Regions from separate parts of the Sus scrofa genome. Here region 1 is linked to region 2. The links are chromatin contacts, called in public HiChIP or PLAC-seq maps. All regions are on one chromosome and are shown on one strand. Each heading gives the region's core, a stretch centred on a gene start, on an enhancer-like site or on the middle of the called end of the contact. The rest is flanking DNA. Distances are from core to core; before and after follow the strand shown.

Region 1 (5,886 bases), core at 2,097-4,596, 430 kb after region 2:
CACCCCAGTGAAGAGCAGGCAGAGGGGAGCACTCACCACTGGAGACCAGCCCGAGCCGCTCTGGTGAACCTGTGTGGAAGAAGCCAGTGCCCGTTAGTGAGAAATGACACACCCTGGTCATGCTTCACACGCAGTTTCCAGTGAGAAGACCGTCTGTTGTCTTCGGCACTACTGCCAAGTCCTTCCTAGGGAATGAGCACTGGGAGGCCCGAGCGGTGGCCGGTGGGTGGTGGGTGCTGGGTGGCAGAATTCACGTGCTTTCTCCCTGCCAGGTCGGATTATTTTGAAGCCCTGCTTAGACATCTAGTCAGGGAACCAAAGTTATCAGAGTCTAAATATAATTTTCGCTATTTTAAAAGTGTGACAGCAATGGGCTGGGGCTGCGCAGGAGCTGCAGCAGAGGGTGGAGCAGCGAGGCGGCCTCTGTACGAGACCAGGGGCGCAGGGGCCACCTTGAGGGAACTGGGACACAGAACCCGCCTCAGTGACTTGACTGCACCACTGCCCCCGGGGGATGAGAAATGGGGCGGGGGTGTCACCCAGCAGCTTGGCGCTGCTTCAAGACCCAGCCCTTCCTTCGTCGTGGGTGTTCACGAACTGCCAGGGTTCAAGTCTGCACTGACGCTTTATTGGGAAACTGGAACTTATGCAACAACTTCCAATTACACATCAGTCTTAGACACTATGCTGCAAGCAACACAGGAACCAAAACACAGTCTATTTTCTTGATGAAATATTAACTTTTTAAAAATAGTCTACTGAGATGTAATTCACCCATTTGAATGTACAATTAAATGGCTTCAGGATAGTGACAGAATTGGACATTTTAGGATATTTTTACTTGAAGAAGATACCTTGCACCCCATAAGCATCGCCCCTCATCCCCAGGTTTCCCCCGTCCTAGGGGACCATGGATGTGCCTGTTCCCCACACTCCATAGAAACATTTATCAGATGACACATGGTCCTTCGTCACTGGCTTTAAAGTCATACTTTTAAGGAGAAACCCCCACTCATTCCTGTTAATACTCATTCTCTAAGTCACTGGTCTTGAAAGAGGGTAAACACGAGGGCCCAAAGCACAGGAGAGGACAAGCGTGGAGCTCCTGGTTTTCTCACCGCTTGGCATTTAGTGTTTATAAACGACTCAGAACGGGCACAGCGAGAAGCACCTGCACGTACCAACAGTAGCGGTCCCCGTGCCGAGGGGGCGTGTGCCGCGGAGCTCACTGCCCTTGGCCACGCGGTCACAGCCGTGACCCTGCTGCTCGGTGTCAGCCCTTCCCCAGCAGCTCAGAAGCAGACCCCGAGCCCTGCGCCATCCGAAGCGGTCCCCCAGGGACTGGCCCCCTCTGCCCCTGGCCACTCCCTGCTACCCTGTCACTGTGCCCTGGCCCTGGGGACCCTGTAGGGAGGGTGTGAGGACCGTTCTGCATCAGCAGTCCTGCCCAGGCTGCCCTGCCCCAAGTGCCCTCCTCTGGGCTGTCTGGGCAGGGTGCCCTTGCCGCCCCTCCCTGTGAGCAGCTCCCCCTGCCCCACCCTTCTGTCCCCTCACTCTGCTCAGCGTCCTATTATCTATCGCCTGCCCCTCCCACGACAGCAGAGTCTATATCTGTCTTGCTGGCCTCTGAACCCAGCACGCAGTAAAGAAAGAACCAATCTTTTTTTTTGTTTTTTTTTTTGTTTTTCGCTGCCCCGAGGCATATAGAGTTCCCCAGTCAGGGATCAGATCAGAGCCGCAGTTGTGATCTAAGCCACAGCTGCAACAATGCCAATCCTTAACCTATTGCGCTGGACAGGGGTTCAAACCCCCGTCCCAGGGCTCCTAAGACACCGCCGATCCCCTTGCACCACAGCGGGAACACCAGAGAATGAACACATCTTGACAGCCTTGCCCTCTGGCCTTGTGTCAGTGCCCCCCAGAGAGCCCCTCTAGGTCAGCTCCGTGCCACCTAGAAGGGAGACCTGCTGCTCTGCCCCCACCTGTGTCACTAGCCTGCCCTGCCGTCTCACTTGCCCTCCAGTGACCGCAAGGGCCGAGCTATCCCCTTGAGTCCAGGGTGCAGCCCTCTGGCGAGCCCTGGCCTAGCCTCCCCAGGCTGCGCCAGGCTTCCGAGTCTGACTTGTGCATTTGCATGCTGTTTCCCTTCCCCTCTGCGAAGGCCTGGAAACGAACACTTCTCAGACAGTCTGGATGAACTTAAGTGTGATCCTGCCCCCTCCGAACTCACGGCCATGGTTCAGGTAGACAGGGGGACCAGTGAGCATTTACCCAATGGCATCTCATCCAGGTAAAAGCCCTTGGCAGAGGGTTAGCAGCTCCGGGCTACAGCTGCGGGGAAAAAAGCCCCGCCACGTTTTTTCACGAAGCCATTACCTGTTCTCCCTCCAGTCCCATGATCTTGGGGATCGACGGCCCGCAGATGTCAATGTCTAGGAGAGCCACCTGGGGGACGAGAAGAGACAGAGCAGGGGGTGACTGGGCGCAGAGTCCCTGGACGGGGTTCCAAGGAAAGGAGGGCAGGAGAGGATGCAGGAAGCTGGGTCAAACCGGGACCAGATGACCTCACGAGGGAGTCAGGCTGACCTTCCGGGCCCAGGAGACACAGCCTCGACTCCTGATGAGAACTTGGCAAAGGACCTCGACACCCCCAGCCCCCCCAGCTGCCCTGAGTCTGCCCTGTTGCCAGGGGGATCTTATGGGTGTCAGGTCCCTTCAAGATTCAGGTCCAGGCACTGTCTACTTGGCCCTTAACCCTGTGCTGGTGTGTATGTGTGTGTGTGTGCAAAGATCACTATCCCTGCTTCACAGAAGAGGAAACGGAGGTTCAGAGAGGCCCAGAGGCTTGTTCAATGAGCAGGGAGCAGAGCTGGGGCATGAACCAAAGTCTCCAGACTCCAGCACCAGGGCTCTTCCCGCGAGCCTTGGGGCCTGGCGAGGGCCAAAGTGGATCCTCAGCTGGGCTCGGACCAAGCTCCGTTTTCCTTTGATGCTAAAGGTTAACAATGACTTGGCCTCCACTTCCAAAAAAAGAAGCCAAACCTGAGGACAGCTACCCGAGTTCTGTGCTGGTTAACATGGGGCGTGGATGACTCCTTCTACCCCAAACGCCCTGCTCTCCAGGCGGGAAAAATGAAAGGGTCTGGGACAGCCTTCAGCTGTGTTCATCCTGAACGCTCTCCCGTCTGAGATCCAAAGTACAGCAGGTCTGGGTAGCTTTTTAACTGCCCTCAATTCGTTTCTGGCTTCCTTCAGGCCTCTCAGAAACCCTGACCTCCCGCGGTCCTCACAGGACCTCACAGCGTGGTCAGGAGGGCGGCTCATCCTTCCGATCCCTGCTGGCCTCGCACGCCCCCTGCTGGACCCCGGGAAGAGTGCAGCAGAACCAGGCTCATCCTCTAGACCCACGTCCTAGGCCTGGCAGATGCTTTAGGCGGATGCGTGTTGAGGATCCAGCGTCTTACATCAGAGCCCCACGACCTGGGAAATTACACCACCACTGCGACACTAACGAGACCCTTCATCAACACTCTCAGGTCTCTAGCCCCTCAGTCTAGAAAGTCTCTCTCGTGGGGCCACTTTAATCAGTTTCCTTTTGAGGACACCCCCCCTCCTGCCACCTTGGCCACCGACGCCCCATGACCAAGGGGATATCTTGGGCAAAGTGATGCAAGAAACAATCACGTGCTCGCATCCCCGTGGTGGGACCCGAAAAGGCCGCGGCACATTCCTGCTACCCCCACTCTCTCAGTGGCCGTGTGCCATCCCCTTCAGACTCCCTGCTGATCCTGCCGCTGCCCCGTCCGACGCATTCCCTTTCTGCTCCAGGGAAGCCAGAGAACCTTAGAGACCCCTAGCTGGGAGACACGTGCCTGCATTAATCCTCACAGACTCTCTGTGGAAGGTGCCAGAAGCCTGATGAGAAGAGGAAGCCCAGCCACACCTCTTCCCAGCCAGAAAATGGTTGAACAGGTGTGGCAGGGCTGTCAGGATCCACGTTTCCCTACCCAGCGCCCCATGCTTCCCCTTGAGAGGTCACTGGAAGCGGCCTCTCATCTTAATTCTAGGCGCTCCGAGGCGTGTCACTTGGCACAGGAGCCCTCTCCTGCCAGCTCTGTCTGAGCTGCTCATCTATGAAGCCAGTGTTTCAGGAGGTCATTAGGCCCCTTCCAGCGCTCAAGTCTACAAGCCCTGAAGCCCCCAGTGTGACTCTTTCAGTGACGGTGAGCCTTTCAGATCACAGGCGGGAGGGTCAGCTGTAACTTTCGGGAGCTGCTCTTGCAGCGGAAAGAAGGCATGGGATGCTGGGTCATCTCCAGGCTCAGGTCAACACCGCGCAGGCTCCTCTTTTCACCCCAACCTGCACACTCCCCGGCCTGCCTGCGAGCAGTCAGGGGCTACCCTGTGACTCGAGGCCCCTTATGAACTGTCAGACACCCGCCAGCCTGAGCACTGCCATGGAACAGCCTTGCTGGGAGTGGGTAATGAACCGTCACCAGGTGGCAGGAGAAAAGGACGGGTGGTCGGTACCATCCCACTGAATGTAGGGTGCGCGCGCATGCCACTTGGCTTTAATTAGCAAGACCCTCCATGTGAGCTCTGTGCCTACCCCGGGTGCCCCCGGCAGACAGTGATAGTTTCTGTCCTGAGCAGGTATTCGGGGAAGATACACTTTCGTGCATGCTGACGTTTCTGTTAAACACCAGCGCCCAAAGACACCCAGCTCCTCTAGCCTGTCTCCAGCAGGCCGTGTGCCCCCCTCAGTGTGCTGCAGTCAGGACGTGCGCACAGTAGGGCTTTAGGACATAATTACACGGAAGCACATGGGTCTGTGTAAACAGCTTCAGATTCCAAGCGGCTCCTTGCAGCCGACCCAGTTAAAGAGCATCTCCAGCTGTTTAAGAAGATGCCTGACAGCTTCTAAAAGCAAAGATTATTCTGGGTACCATGGATCATTTCAGAAAACACATTTCTTGGCCAGCCACTTGGCCAATACAAAGCTGAGCCTCAGAGACCAAGAGATTGCTAACAGAAGGATGGATCGGCAAGTGGTATCTTGAACCTGCTCAGCCCTGCAGACTGGGTGGGCTACAGACTCATTATTTCCAAAGCAGAAGTCATTCCCTTTCTTACAGTGGCAGGGGCAACAGGAAGCCTGAAAGGGCCAGGTCACAGCCCCTGGGACATATGGTTAGCAGGACCTTGCAGTGGCATACGGTAGTAACAACGGGGGCTGTTGGGAACATTTTGGGGGCGCTTCCTGTGCATCAGGCACTGTTAAGCATTTTACACTTACACACATCATCTTGCTCAGCCCTGAGTCCCATTTTACAGATGAGAGAACTGAGGCAGAGGCGGATAACCGCCCAAGGTCACAGCAGTGGCATGGGAGGAGTCGGCACGTGATCGTGGGCAGACTCCACAGCAGGTGTTCCTGGCCACCATGCTAAGCTGCGCCCACCTCCTGCCCTGCATGCTCAGCTGGAGTCCTGACCCTCCCTATTCTCTGAGTCGGAGGCCTGGCTGCTCCACCTTCCCAGCTTTGTCCTGTTTCCTGGCATCCGTTCTGGCACCACCCTAGCTGTGTCCTTGAAGCCTCTCATGGAGACCAGAGCATCACCTCCTGCGGGCTTACGTGCCCTCTGGCGCCATGCAATCGCACATTCAGCTCAAGTCATACCCCGTTCCCGCTGGACTGCCTTCCCGGGGCGATCAAAGCCTCCCGGTCGGGCTCCTTCGCCTGAGTGGCGGCCCCACACTGCCCACCTGTCTGCCTGGGCAGTGCCGGCTCTGCACCTCTGTCTCCTCCTGCCACAGTCCCTCTGCCCGACTAGAGTCCAGAGGCCGCCTCCTCCAAGGAGCCTGTCCAGCTGTCCCCTGCCAGTC
Region 2 (5,545 bases), core at 2,860-5,359:
TGGAACCAAGGGTGAGTGAGTGAAATGGAACCACTCTTTCCAAGAAGAGGTAAAATGACTCGCCCACTGAAAGAGGCAAGACTAGTGAGCTGGGGCCCACAGCCGACCCCCTCTCTGGCTGACGTCTGCCCTCAAGGAAAGCTGGAATGTAGACCCTTTCACACCTCCGGATTCATGGTTGCTAATAACTGACTTTTTTGCACTGGAAAAAAAAAATTCCACATTAAAAAAATTTCCTTCCCATTTTTTTTAAAAAAAAAAAAACCAACTTTATTTTTAGAGCAGTTTTAGATTCACGTCAAAATTGAGTGGAAAGCACAGAGTTTCCATATCCCCACGGCCCCCCCCACACAGCCTTCCCCCGCCGCTATCAACAGCCCTCATCAGTCCACATTATGGTTTTTGTTTTGTTTTTTAAAGTTTTTTTTTTTTTTTTTTTTGGTTTTGTTTTGTTTTGCTGCCCTGTAGCATATGGAGTTCTCAGGCCGGGGATCAGATCTGAGCCGCAGTTGTGGCAACACCGGCTCCTTTAACCTATCAGGCCTGCATCCTGGTGCTGCAGAGATGCCGCTGGTCCCATAGCGGGAACACCATATGATGGCTTTTTGGTTTTGTTTTTTTTCCTTTTAGGGCCACATTTGCCACACATGGAAGTTCTCAGACCAGGAGCCACACCTGCGGCCCACGTCATAGCCTGCGGCAATACCGGCTCCTCAACCCTCTGACTGAGTATCCTCATGGATACTAGTCGGATTCTTAACCCACTGATCCACAACGGAACTCCTCCAAATTATGTTTTAATCTCCGTGTTTGTTGTTCGATTTAAAAAAGTATCTACCAATAATGCGAGTATGAAATACATATTTTTCCTGATTTCTACAGATATGTATATATTTTCTTTTAAAAATGACATCATTCTTTTTTTGTTTTATTTTTTTGCTTTTTTAGGGCCGCACCCACGGCATATGGAAGTTCCCAGGCTAGGGGTCGAATTGAAGCTGCAGCTCACAACCTACACCACAGCCACAGAAACGCGGGATCTGAGCCGCATCTGCGACCTACACCACAGTTCACGGCAACACTGGATCTTTAACCCACTGAGTGAGGCCAGGGATTGAACCTGCATCTTCATGGATGCTGGACGGATTTGTTTCCACTGCACCACAAGAGGAACTCCCCAAAATGACATCATTCTTTACGACCCCTACAGTACCCCGCTCTTTCCGCTGAGCATTTCGTGAGCAGCCTTCCAGGTCACTGGCTGACAAGCGGTGGGGTGATGGTACCTGTTTCTCCAGTAAGGACGCTGGGGTCCAGCGGGAGCAGGTAAGAGACCCGGGTGGACTTTGCGATGGACATTTCACTGGATGCTCTAAACTGGCCGCTGAGGTCTTGTTCCTTCCTGGGTGGGGAATTACTGTTCAGAGAGGGAAAGTCACTCTGGTTGGGGGACCTGAGCCCCCAGGCAGGGGGGCAGTGACCAGCAAGAGCCTTGCCTCACTCCTGCCTCAGCCGTGCTGCCGCTGACCCTTCCAGGCTGTGTCGGGTGCAGAAAAAGGTCATGCCTCTGACTAGTTCTCCTACTCAGCTCACACGGAGTACCTACTCTGTGTCAGACACCACTGGGGATGCCATGCACGCTCTCTCGGTTAATCCTTCTGACCACCCTGGAAGATAGCTCCGTAATGAGCCCCATTTCTCAGGTGAGGCAACTGAGGCCCAGAGACATGAAACGACCTGCCAAGGGCCACACAGCCAACATGGGGTAAAACCAAAGTTGGACCACAATGAGGTCTGAATGCAGACAGAAGCGTCACTGTCCCGGGTGGGTCCCTGGCTTTGTAAATGGTTACACACACACACACGTGTGCCACAAAGCTCTAGCCTCAGTTCTATCCATCCTTCCATCTTCCCAGACTCCTGCTTAGGGCAAGGGCGGTGAACACCTGGGAGACAGTCAGGATCCCAAATGAACCCTTGGTTAAGACATTGAGTGACCAGAGTTCCCATTATGGCTCAGCGGTTAACGAATCTGACTAGGAACCATGAGATTGCGGGTTCGATCCCTAGCCTTGCTCAGTGGGTGAAGGATCCGGCGTTGCCGTGGGCTGTGGTGTAGGTTGCAGATGTGGCTCGGATCCCCTGTGGCTGTGGCTGTGGCTGTGGTGTAGGCTGGCAGCTACAGCTCCAATTAGACCCCTAGCCTGGAAATCTCCATATGCCGCGGGAGCTGCCCTAGAAGAGGCAAAAAGACAAAAGAAAAGACATCGAGTGACTGGCAAGGGGACATTCAAGACATTGATAGAAAGTCTGACACTGGGGTTGGAAAAGGCAATTGCCCCCATACAGGCTGACTTCTGGCCTCAATACCATGGCCCAACGTAAACACAAGGTGCCTCGTGAGCCAGCTGCAGCTTGCACAACTGCTTGGACCTTCCCAGCCAGGGTGTTCAGAATGAGAAGTAACCCGTTGTGACAGTGTTGGCGTATGCACCCGCGTATTCAGACGTGGAGCCCTCGCCTCATGCCTGCACACGGCACAGGCCCTGGAATCAGGGGTGACACAGAGCACCGGTGACAACGAAGAACGCTTCTGCCTATCCTGGGCACACACTGCATGCTCATGTGTGGATGTGAGGTGTTCCCCTGTGGCACTGCAAGTTAAGGACCTGGCATCGCTGCAGCTGTGGTGCCGGTCACAACGGAAGCGCAGGTTCGATCCCTGGCCCCGGAACTTCCATATGCCACAGGTGCAGTCAAAAAAAAAAAAAAATGTGTACTTGACAAGAGGAGGATGGGGGAGAGAACGGGTAACATTTAGGGTCGCTAATATCATTGACGATATGCTGTTCGATAAGTGATATAAAGTAGATACCATCATATGACCTAAAGGCTCTTCTTCATTTAGCACTAATTAACATAGACTCGGTGCTAAGCGCTTCACACTATCTCATTTAATTCTTTTTCTTTTTCCTCCTTTTTGGGCCGCCTCTCAGCACATGGAGTTCCCAGGCCGGGGATCAGATTCAAGCCGCCGTTTCAACCCAAGCTGCAGCTGCGGCAATGCAGGATCTTTAACCCTCTGTGCTGGGCTGGGGATCGAACACGCATCCCAGCCCTCCCAAGATGCCACCGATCCTGTTGTGCCACAGTGGGAACTCCTCGTTTAATTCTTGAAACCATCTTGTAGGTGGATTGCGTTGGACCACAGCTCATGACATCACCACTTCTGTAGGTCAAAACTCCAATAAGAGTGCCGGCAGTGAGCTTCAACCTGTCTTCACGGCTACAGCTGAAGCAAAGCCCACCGCCAGGGCCTGGAGGCGTCCGCCTGCTAGGAGGATTCGGGCTTCGCCCTGGGTTCCTCCTCCTCAGCCACCCTCCCCTGGCTGCCCGTGACCCCACCACCCCGCCCCATTGCGGCCAGGTCTATATTTACAGCCTGGGTTTCTGTGAAGTGGGGACTCGAGGAAGTGACTTATTCCAGAGTCATCACAGCCACCCAGAGATAACGGCATCCAAGAACCTTCTGTTTCTGACTGTCCCCCTCGCCCCCACCTCTGTGGGACTTTTCTCCTCCCCTCTGGATTTCCAAGGCTCGAACCAGCCAGACAGAAACAGTAATTGCCTGTGTGCCAACCAAGTGTCCCCCATCTGGAGGGCAGATGACAGGGAGTGGGAGATTGTGTCCGTTTTGCAGCCAGTGACACTGAGGTGAATCTGTGTCCAACTTGGTTGCCAGCTGCCCTTGTTGGGGGCGGGTTTCTGGACCCCCCGGGGACCCGGCCTGGTCGGGCTCGGCCTGGGCATCCCAGAGGCTGTGGGGAGGACCTTCTGGATCCCCCCACCTCTCCGCTCCCGGGGATGCTACTGATCTGACAGCCCCCGCCGCAGGGGCGCTGGGCCCGGCGGGGCGGAGTATTTCCAGGTAGTCAGACTGAGATAGAGGGTGGCAGCTGTGGGGACAGCGGAGGAGGAAGGGAGCAGCCTGTCCTTTCTTCCCCACCCCCCACCCCCCCGCCGTGCACACAGCCCACCCGCCAGGCACAGCCGGTCTTCGGGGAAGTCGCCGAGTCGGAGTTCCAGGAAGCGATAACGCTTGTTGAAACCTCTTTCTTGTGGCCTGGCCTCGTCACATGGCTTGGTGGGGACCAACGTCAAGCAGGGCCGCAGGTCTGGGCCGGCTCGCACCCTGGCAGCTGCTGCCACCCTGCGCGCTTCCCCGGAGGCTGAAGTGGGGGGGGGCTTGCTGGGCAGGAAGGTGGGCATGAGCAGCTCTTACTGCGACGCACCTGGCCCAGGCTGAGAGCCGAGCTCTCCTGCAAGGGAGGGTTGCTGCAAAAGCACATAGTAGGTGTTAAGGAGACAGAAATTCTTTGCTCCTCTTCCCTGAAGCCAGGGACCATGTCTTTCGTTGTTCTAGAGTGGGATCCCCCACCTCGGCCCTACTGACTTTCCTATTATGGGGACGGTCCTGTGTGTTATAGGACATTCAGCGGCATCCCTGGCCTCTACCCACTAGACGCCAGTAGTGCCCACACCCCCTCTACAGGTATGACCCCAAACATGTCTCCCATGGCCACATGTTCCCCGAGGGGCCAAACCCTACATCTGGCACATAGTGGGTGGGGTGCTCTGAATTAGTAGGTCTTCAACCCTGGTGGCTGAACATGTCTGGTTCCTTTTTTTTTTTTTTCCATTTTTGGCCACCCTGAGGCATATGGAGGTCCCAGGCCAGGGATCAGATCCGAGCCCCAGGGGAGACCTAAGCCACAGCTGCAGCAACGTCAGATCCTTAACCCTCTGTGTTGGGCCAGGGATCAAAACCAGGTCCCAGCACTCCCAAGACACCACCAATCCCATCGCGCCACAGTGGGAACTCCACGTCCGGTTCATTTTTATACCCCACCACCGGGCATCGTGGAGGTGCCAAGGGATAATCTAGAAGGCTGTCAGCCGTCCAGTCACCATCAGCCTCTCATTCCACACCCCTAAGAAATATACCGTCTAAATAAAAACTGTGCTTGAGGACAGGGGCCTTGAACTTGAGGACAGCAGACTAAATTGAGCATGTGGTCAAGCCTGACACAAGGGGTAAAGGGAAAGGCCATGTGCCCATCAATAGGACGTCTCTTTCCCCATCCCCTGTGTGGTCCCTAGGAGCTGGCAGCCCTGCTTTTCCCCAGACAGGAGGTCCGGAGATCCTCTTTGGGGAAACTGACCTGCCGAGGAGAGGACACTTCGGATGCTGGCTCTAGGAGTCTACTGTGACAACCAGATCCTGCCCAGTCGCCTGGTTGAGAAGCACATGTCCACACACCCTGCCCGTAGGCATGACACTTCTGATGATCTGTTTTTAGCTTCCTGATCTTCAGTATGAACTCACAACCGAGCATCACTGGACACTTGAGGCAGGCTTGTTCAACGAAAGTCGAAGATCAAAATCAGCAGAGGAAAAGAATCCTAGAGAACAGGACCAATGCAGGGAGGAGGAAAAAAAATCAAGACAACAAAAAAACCTCAGAGAAAATAAGAGAGGTTGGTT

What was found. HiChIP or PLAC-seq counts read pairs in DNA pulled down with a chosen protein or histone mark.
Region 1: an H3K27ac HiChIP or PLAC-seq map of alveolar macrophages shows a contact between it and region 2. The contact joins two enhancer-like sites. A contact is called at or near these places in 2 of 47 Hi-C or Micro-C datasets (embryonic fibroblasts and heart right ventricle) and 1 of 2 datasets of contacts at active chromatin or transcription factors (alveolar macrophages).

Annotation. Positions count from the first base shown.
Region 1 is chr3:32,321,020-32,326,905 of Sscrofa11.1, forward strand. It overlaps NUBP1 (nucleotide binding protein 1), which reads right to left. Exons shown (of 11, transcript NM_001243382.1): 4 at 2,377-2,445; 5 at 37-69. Among named protein-coding and RNA genes, the nearest start is that of NUBP1, 7.8 kb to the right of the region's middle. Within about 2 kb of position 3,347, at least 14 of the 83 cell types and tissues checked have an H3K27ac peak or open chromatin away from gene starts, as enhancers often do. A contact at or near this core is called in alveolar macrophages, where this site is marked.
Region 2 is chr3:31,893,507-31,899,051 of Sscrofa11.1, forward strand. No RefSeq gene overlaps it. Among named protein-coding and RNA genes, the nearest start is that of SOCS1, 14 kb to the left of the region's middle. Within about 2 kb of position 4,110, at least 10 of the 83 cell types and tissues checked have an H3K27ac peak or open chromatin away from gene starts, as enhancers often do. A contact at or near this core is called in alveolar macrophages, where this site is marked.